Regions from separate parts of the Sus scrofa genome. Here region 1 is linked to region 2. The links are chromatin contacts, called in public Hi-C maps. All regions are on one chromosome and are shown on one strand. Each heading gives the region's core, a stretch centred on a gene start, on an enhancer-like site or on the middle of the called end of the contact. The rest is flanking DNA. Distances are from core to core; before and after follow the strand shown. Region 1 has its middle 330 kb from the start of LRIG3. Region 2 has its middle 450 kb from the start of ATP23.

Region 1 (4,319 bases), core at 476-2,975, 170 kb before region 2:
CATACAATTTTAAAAGGTAAAAAAGGTATTGGAAAGGAGTTCCCATTGTGGCTCAGCAGGTTAGGAGCCTGACGAGTATCCGCAAGGATGCGGGTTTGATCCCTGACCTAACTCAGTGGATTAAAGGATCTGGTGTTGCTGTGAGCTGCAGTGTAGGTTGCAGATGTGGCTAAGATCCCACATTGCTGTGGCTGTGTAGACCGATAGCTGCAGCTCCAATTAGACCCCTAGCCTGGGAACTTCCATATGCCACAGGCACAGCCCTAAATTTATAAATAGATAGATAGATAGATAGATAGATAGATAGGTAGATAGATAGATAGATAGACAGACAGACAGACACTGGAAATAGTCTGACTTAACCTTACATCTCAAGAAAGAATTCCCTTCAAGTTGCCTCTCATGTAATAAAAATCAGATGAATCATCTAGTAATGTAGAAAAAGTGACCTACCTTCCCATTATCCTATTTTGCTCATCTGTAAATGAAGACAGTGATGCTCCCTGTATCTTGCTGCTATGAGGATTAATTCAGATGTACATTAAAAAGGGGCTATTTTTCCGTGGCCCAGGATGATTGCTCTGAACTTATTCTGGGCCACATTCAGCTTTATTGGTTTCAAAAAAAAAAAAAAAAAAAAAAGCCAAAGTCATAGTTCATTAGCAAAGAAATTTATATTTTGCAGAAGATTAAGTAGGGAGATGGCAGAAAAGATTTTGTACTGGAGACCCCACAACATAAATGTCATCAAATTCCTCATTAAACAACCCTGCTCTTCTTTCAAAGAGATTTTTCACTGGCATCTTCTCCACTTCCCATTTTTTCTTTCCTAAAACAATCACCCCAAAAATCTCCCCCACCTTTCTTCCATTATTTTGAAATATCGAGCTCTCGCCTCAGTTCATGAATAGAATTGGGGGGGGGGAGCTTATTAAACAGCTATCAACAACCATCTACTGCTCTTCTAGTGTGTAAGCATTTCAATACCATTCCTAACCAGTTAGGCTTCTCACTGTATCCCCTCCCTCAAAAAGATGGCAAGGATTTGACACAGTCTGCTACCAAGAAAATAAGCTTTCTTCTATATAGTTATATAGGTAAAGGGACTAGTTCACAATAAATGTTAATTCCTTCCTTCCGCCCAGCCTTCCTCACCATCTCTGCCTGAACATCTCTAATACTAAGAGGAATTCATTCCCTCACAAAGTAATTAATTCCATTCTGTTTTTCATCGGCTTTATTTTTTGGAAAATTTTTCCTTATACGGACCCCAAATCTGCTTCCCTGTAACTTTTATCTGAAGTTTATCATTCCCCTTGGGACGAAGTAGAGCAGCGTCATTCTTTTTTAAGATGATGGCTTTCTCCCCAGTTCATTTACTGGTCTTCCTGTGACAAACTTCTCAAATTCTGAACAGTTTCCAACTCCCCCTTTAAAAAATTCATCCCCAACTAAATACAATCTCTAAATGTGGTCTTTGATGTAATGTAGATTGCCAAAGGACCATCTCTTCCCTTGATCGGGGCACACACTGATTAATTATTCAATCAAAGCCATCTCTCCATTTCCTCAGCTCCTTGGGCAGCCCTCTCAGGAGACCCTTTGAAATAGTCCAGGGGTGGAAGAGAGTGCTAATGCCAACCAAGCCTTGTGGTTTAGTCACCAACCACATTGAAGCAGGCCACAAACAGTTTCGGCAGTCAAAGACTGAATTGTTGTGACTCAGAGCAAAGGCATCAGTAGCATTTATTGAAGTACAAAAGCCCCAAGTGACAGACTCCCTCCTCTACAGGCTGTGGCTGAACCCAGAAAATAAACATTGCGCTCAATACCAGCTTGCCTGCCCCTGTCCCCTCTGCGATCCAACCAAGTGAATATTTGCTCTCTGTGGGGCACTGTGCTAAGTTGATCCCATTCTCAGCAACTTAGAGTCTAATGATGTACACAAGTAACTGAACAAATAAGTAGGCAATTACGAATTGGAATGAAGGCTACAAAGGAAAATAATAGAGTGTAACTAGAACCAGGATAAAAGGAGGGATCTCCTTTAAGTATGGATGATCAGAAAAAGTGTCTCTGAGGGGATATTTAAGTTGATACCTGGCAGAAGGGAAAGAACCAGCAGTAAAGAGTAGCTGGGGAGAGGATAAGAGCAGCAAAGGGCAGAGTGGTTTAAAAAAGTCTTCAAGAAGGAAATTTTGGTGTGCTTGAAGGAGTTGAATGGATGTCAGTGTGAATGGAGTTTGGTGAATGAGAGGGAGAAGGGTGGAAGGCAGGATGAGGATGGAAAGAGGGGCTGAGCCCAGTTCATGCAAGCGCTAGAAAGCCATGGCAAGAAGCTGGTATTACCAAGTTAGTGTTATGAAAAGGATTTGAAGAACTTTAAGCATAAGAGTCAAATGGTCTGCTTTAGGTTTTTAAAAAGATAACCATAGCTGCTTTTGAAGGAGAAACTGGAGGGATGCAAGATAGGAAACTGGAGACTAATTTGGAGGCTTTTGCAGTTGATTGATGTGTCTTGAATATCAATGGTAACAGTGAAATAGAAAAGATGAGGGAATTTGAAAAGCACCCTATGTGCCAGAATCTCAACTAAACTTTAACTTGTCTGATCAAGGTATCTATATGCACCTAGATATACCTATGAGTTCTTAAAATGTGGTCCCCACATTGAGGTTAATGCTCCAGGAGCATTAGCATTACCTGGGAACTTGTCATAAAATCAGATTTCAAGCTCTCCTCCAGACTTACTGAATCAGAAACTCTGGAGGAATCTAGTTCTAACAAACCCTCCAGGGTATTCTGAGGTACACTGAAGTTTGAGAGCTACCTACCGACCTACAGGAATTCATTAACCTTGGGCTCTCTGAATAAAGCAAAACATGTGTAGGGAATTACTGAGACAATATTATGGGATTAAAATGCATTTGCTATACAGTTAAAAAAAAACCCTAGATTAATATGATGGGCTGTGAACATTATAGTAGGATTAAATCAAATTCTAGCTCCTATATACTAGGAATTTATGTGAAAAACTTGACTATTAAGAAGAAAAGAATCCTCTTTAGGTCCTACTGGGACATTTTTTTTTACCCTTACATTGTCCCAACTATGCTGCTATTCTTATGCTTTCTGCAATATTCTTTACTAGAATGGCTGCATCCTTGTATCTAGTCCTCATTCTTTAATGACTTCTCATGAATGTCTTCAAATATACAGTCTATATTTGGATTTCATGGAGGTTATCCCCTTCAATATACTCTGAGAAACATCAGTTGCCTGCTTTCTTAATCATGGGAATAAGATTTTTGGTCTGCTTTGGTGCTCCCTCTTATCCTGGGAAGAAAGAGAAGTTTGATTTATTCCATTGGGAAAATTCACTACCTGACTTGGGTATAAATTAAAAGTGGCTGTCCCCTGCTATGTAGTGTCATGACACTTCCTTTGGCATACCATCAAACATCCTCTTGAAAGAACTCATTGATTTAAGCATGTCACTATCATACTATTTTACAACATTGTTGGGTGGGCAAATTTGTAGTGATCAGCATATATTATTAAAAATATATTATTAAAAATTACACATTTATAGCTTGAACAAAAGAGCAATAATTTGAATTTCAAGTTTGGAGTTTGAGCTTAAAAAAATAAAAAACATGGAGATGGAATCAGGGCAAAATCATACAGCTTCTAGGGTGTAGAGACCCTTGGGGAGAAGAAAACATGCGCATTTCTTAGTAAGAACCTCAGGTCTAGAATAGTGTCCAGAACATTGGTTGGTGCTAAAAATTACTTTATTATTATTATTTTTTAATAGTTATTTCCCCAATATAATTTTTTTCTACTATACAGCACAGTAATCCAGTTATACATACATGTACACATTCTATTTTCTCACATTATCATGCTCCATAAGTAACTAGACATAGTTCTCAGTGCTACACAGCAGGATCTCATTACTAATCCATTCCAAAGGCAATAGTTTGCACCTATTAACCCCAAGCTCCCAACCAACCCACTCCCTCCCTCCCCCTCCCCCTTGGCAACCACAAGTCTATTCCGTAATTCCTTGATTTTCTTTTCTGTGGAAAGGTTCATTTGTGCCTTACGTTAGATTCTGGATATAAGTGGTATCATATGGTATTTGTCTTTCTCTTTCTGAATTACTTCACTCAGTATGAGAGTCTCTAGTTCCATCCACGTTGCTGCAAATGGCATCATGTTGTTCTTTTTTATGGCTGAGTAGTATTCCATTGTGTATATATACCACATCTTCCCAATCTAATCATCTGTCAATGGACATTTGGGTTGTTTACATG
Region 2 (4,591 bases), core at 1,223-3,722:
ATCTTTTTGAAATGGACTTTACCAATTCATTTTCAAGCCTGGTGGCCCCAAAGTTATAAAACCTCTCTTAACCAAGCCTATCCAGTAGTAACATGGCAACCCTTTTTGGAAATGGAGTTATGATAGATAAAACTATATTATTTTATTTTCTACTTGAAAAATAGGAAGAAAATCTCATTAAGTAAACTTAAGTGGCATAAGGTTCCAAAAGGAATTACAGTGGAGTTTAAGTTTCATTTTCAATATCAAATGGTAAAAGTCAATTTTTTTTAGTGGCACATTTTTAGAAAGTCTGTATACAACATGTGATTATTCAGTAACTCAATTTTCTGTTATGGAATATTGTTATAGTCTCTTTTATCTGAATAACTGATGAGAAATTGATAAAATTTGCCTGCCCAATTGTCTTCCCAGTCACTCTCCTGCTAGTTCCTCTGCTGTGGTCATTCCCTCAGACATCATCACTACCCATCCACACCTCATACTGAAGAGAAAGGATGAGATCAAAATAACGTCTAGCTGACACAATCCATATCTATTCCAGGCCAACCAGAGAAAATCTATCCAGAGCACCTGAGGCATTAATCTAGGGAGTAGCACTGGGATATGCTGGATAATGCCCTGCCACCTGAAAACAGGTTTTGTAGGTGACAGTCACTTGTCTGTCTATATCTTCTGCCCTTAATTGTGGCTGCGGATGCCAGAGGTCCCTCCAAAGAGAACAAATAAAAGCCAGGTGGGCCACATCCTGTGCCAGGTATACACCAGGACCACCCTCCCATCTGGACCCAGACTTCCATGATTCTCCTGGTTTCATACTCAGGTTCCCAACATCAGCATCAAGAGCTCCTCCTGTGACCAGTATGAACACTCTTATATGACTTACCATCCTCCTACCCTGGTACCCTACTCTGTCCTAGACAGTCTCACCCCTAACCACGCAGGCTAGCCTCCTCTCTCTACCATCCCTCCAGAAGAAGATGACTGCACATTTTCTGCCTCGACTCCTGAACATCAATCACATCTCTCTGGAGGCTCCATCACTTTGCTCTATCTGCCTGCTTATAGGATACTTAGCAGTTATTTCAGATTGAGGTGGACTTTCCACCTAGGCTATGCCATTTAGATCTTATGTTTGGATAGCTAAAGTAAATTTTGGCCAGCATTAGCAGCTAAATCTCCTCTGGGCCTCCCCACCCTCAGAGCCCACCGCACTCCTGTGAATAGGATATTCCCATGTCTTATTTACACCTCCTTCCTTCCCCACCTCAAGTCACCTCCCTTCCACTTAGTCTGCCATACTCTTTCACAGTTATCAGGCAATTCCTGGCTCTTTCTGTGAAAATAAGTGCTCTTAAAATGATAAGGATTTCAGAGAACTGAGCGGTAGTCAAGAAGGTGGACATTTTCTCATCCTAAGTTTAACCATCAATGGCATTTCACTACTTCCTTCAAAGTAGTTTTCTAGAACATCAAACACATACATATTCATCAGCTGCTATCTATATTAGATTATCCATGCTTCTGCCTTCTTCCATTAGTGCAGTTAATCAAGAGCATTAGAAAATAGAGCTACCTTATGAAGTCTGAATTTTGTAGCAAAGTATGTGCAGAACCAGCAGATGCTCTTGCTGTATTTGTTGACCTCTCATGAAGGTGCAAAGGAAACTGAAAGCTTCAAGTATTTCAAAGGATTTGAAACAGTTTAGGTGGATTTTTATTTGCTCAGATGCCTTCTCTAAAGGGAATTGCATTTTGAACTGTTATATTACATATACATTTTTATTGCTATTTCTGTTCAGTCATCCAAATACCAAGCTAGAGCATTGGACCAGTGGACACAAGGATGAATTCCAAGAAGATTAGGGAACCAGGGAAGTGCAGAATGGATTTAATGACTCATGGGTGAAGCATTAGTCATTGGTCATAAACCAATATGGAACCAGAGACACTGGGAATGATTCAGGCTACAGAGCAACAGGCTCTGTGAATTCTACTTAACAGTTCAAACAGCTGACTCAACACTTCCACAGGGTTTACAAAGCAAAAAGTCCAGTTGGTTTACTCTATTTCATCTTCCACTTAACCTTTTACCATCGAGGTCTCTTTTAGCATACTTGAGCAACATGAAAAAGTGATTTCTGGGAAAATATGATTCCTAAGAGAGAGAATAATGACCTAAGATACTCAAACACACACATAAGTAAAAGGATGCAATGGTTAAGTTAGGAATATTTGTTTAAAATGCATTGACAGGAGTTCCCTGGTGGTCTAGTGTTTAGGACTCAGCACTTTCACTGCTGCGGTCTGGGTTCAATCCCTGGTCTGGGAATTGAGATCCCACATCAAGCCACTGCACACCATGGCCAAAATAAATAAATCAAAATAAAATGAATGCACTGAAATATAGAGTGTCTAGTGGTTTCATGGATGACTGGGAACTAGGAATTCTAGCTCTGATTAATTCTGCCCACAATTCAGGTTGTAACATAGTCTAGGCGGATCCCTTGCATACTCTGATTCGTCACTATGGACATATGGGATGTGCAGCAACTCAAAATCCTTTTCAGGCCCTCCCACTTTTTGAAGGTTTCTATGACTCTCCCCCTTGCTGTAAAGTAAATTACCTCTTAGCACCATCTCTATCCCACAGGCATTTCCTCACTTGCACTCTCCTATTTGGTTTACCAGCTGGTTCTATCCCCCTGCTCACTAAGGAATTCCTCACATGCCATCAAGAGGGGCTCATCATTGTTTAGGGCTAACAAACAAGTATTGGCAGGGATCCAATTGAGCAAGGCATCTCAAGATGAGAAAAAGTGTGACAACTCTAGATTAATTGATCATCACTGTGGGTCCCAGTGTCTTGGGAATTCTGATCCCTTATGTCTGTATTTAATTAAACAACCAACAAGATGTGATATACAAAGATCATGGATTTTGAAGTCAGAAAGGCTTGAATTCAAATCCAAACTGCCTTAAATCCACTTTAATTCCTCATCCAACAAGTATACATTATGCATCTGCTATGTTGAAGACATGGTTCTAGATGCTATGAGTATAGCAATAAACAAAAGAGATAACATTGTGAACCCAGAAGAAACTTTAGGGATTTTCTAAGTTTGACTGGAACACACTCAGGCTCCTTCACTTACGTACCATTCCTAACTGCCTGCATCACAACAGAACTGAATGGCTAAAACATACTTTATGGACCAAATATTTTTAAATATTTACTTTACAAAAAATTATTTCTTTGCAGAAAAACGTTTTCTGACTTTTTTCTAAAGGCTATTACTTTTCTTATTGAGTTCTAGTCATATACCAAAGCATTCTTCTAGGCTTTGGAAATACAGTGTTAAATAAGGCACATACCCTGTCTTCAGGGAGCTTGAAGTTTAGTAGAGACAGGACAAATAAATATGCCATCAGAGTCCAATAAGGTAAGTAGATCTTCCCCTGTTTTGTTCACTGATGTATCCCAAGCACCTAGAAGAATGTCTGGAATATTCAAGATGCTTGAGAAGTATTTTTTAATGAATTTCTCAAAGGAAAGGATGTCTCAATAAAAAAAATTTAAGGACTTTCTAGGCAACTAGGAAAAGGGAAGGAGAAAAAAAATGTATGTGCAAAGGCCAAGAGGCTAATGAACAGGTGGAATATTTTCAATACAGTAGTTCGATAGATCTCTTCAGAATGAGAGGTATGAATTGTAAAGGAAGAAGCTGGAGCAATTAGCAAAGGACAGACCTTGCAGCATTTATTAAGACTGGCTAATGAGCTGGAACTTGAACTGGGAGCCACTAAAGAATTTAAAGGTTGAGTGAGATGTGTTTAGATACTTTAGAAAGACAGTCATGGCCACAGCATGGAGAGTCCAGGGCAGACAGGACTGCAGGCCCAGGGGCTAGTTAGCAGCAGTGGTGGTTACTCTGCAAAGTATCAGGAGAAAACCCTGCAAAGGACTGGACAGACAACTGGGGACTATGAGACTATGAGGAAATGCAGTGTTAGCAGAACCTGAGGTATTTTGAAATTATTATTAGAGTTCTTGCGGCTTTGAAATAGATACCTCAGAAAATCCAGAGACTCCTGGTCAGCAAGGGGAAAGGAATGTTCATCTTCACTGAAAACCATCTTCACTTAAAGCTGATTCTTAATTCAGTCAGGGAAAATCTCCTCTCATTCATCTGAAACTCAAACCCAATGTGTGGTTTCTGTTTCCAGATTTTTCTCTTTCCCTGTGTGGTGAGCAGAAGGTGTACATCAAAGAAGTCACCAGGGAGACCAGTGGACCTGCTGGCAGGAAGTAGGACCAGGTGGCAGTTATTGTCTTGCTCAACTCATCCCTGTCCAAGGTGTTGGCGTGAAACCAAACTCAAGTCCTAGAGATCATTGGACTCAAGGAGGCTGACTCAGCCTACTAAGTTCACAAAAGACTGAAGTATAAACCAGAAAACCAACTACTTATTTTACAATGATAAATATAAGCAGCAGAAAGGTTAGTAGCACCTTCAGTCTGGTCTGTACTTTTTCTCTACAAGAAAACCCTATGGAGAGCTAAATTATAATATTTCATGAGAAATATAGA

What was found. A called contact is a pair of places that touch in the nucleus more often than the background predicts.
Region 1: a contact with region 2 is called in a Hi-C map of embryonic fibroblasts, with 1.5 times the contacts expected there. The contact joins two enhancer-like sites. A contact is called at or near these places in 5 of 47 Hi-C or Micro-C datasets (embryonic fibroblasts, epiblast stem cells and fibroblasts).

Annotation. Positions count from the first base shown.
Region 1 is chr5:23,790,622-23,794,940 of Sscrofa11.1, reverse strand. No RefSeq gene overlaps it. Among named protein-coding and RNA genes, the nearest start is that of LRIG3, 330 kb to the left of the region's middle. Within about 2 kb of position 1,725, at least 8 of the 83 cell types and tissues checked have an H3K27ac peak or open chromatin away from gene starts, as enhancers often do. A contact at or near this core is called in embryonic fibroblasts, where this site is marked.
Region 2 is chr5:23,622,997-23,627,587 of Sscrofa11.1, reverse strand. No RefSeq gene overlaps it. Among named protein-coding and RNA genes, the nearest start is that of ATP23, 450 kb to the right of the region's middle. Within about 2 kb of position 2,472, at least 8 of the 83 cell types and tissues checked have an H3K27ac peak or open chromatin away from gene starts, as enhancers often do. A contact at or near this core is called in embryonic fibroblasts, where this site is marked.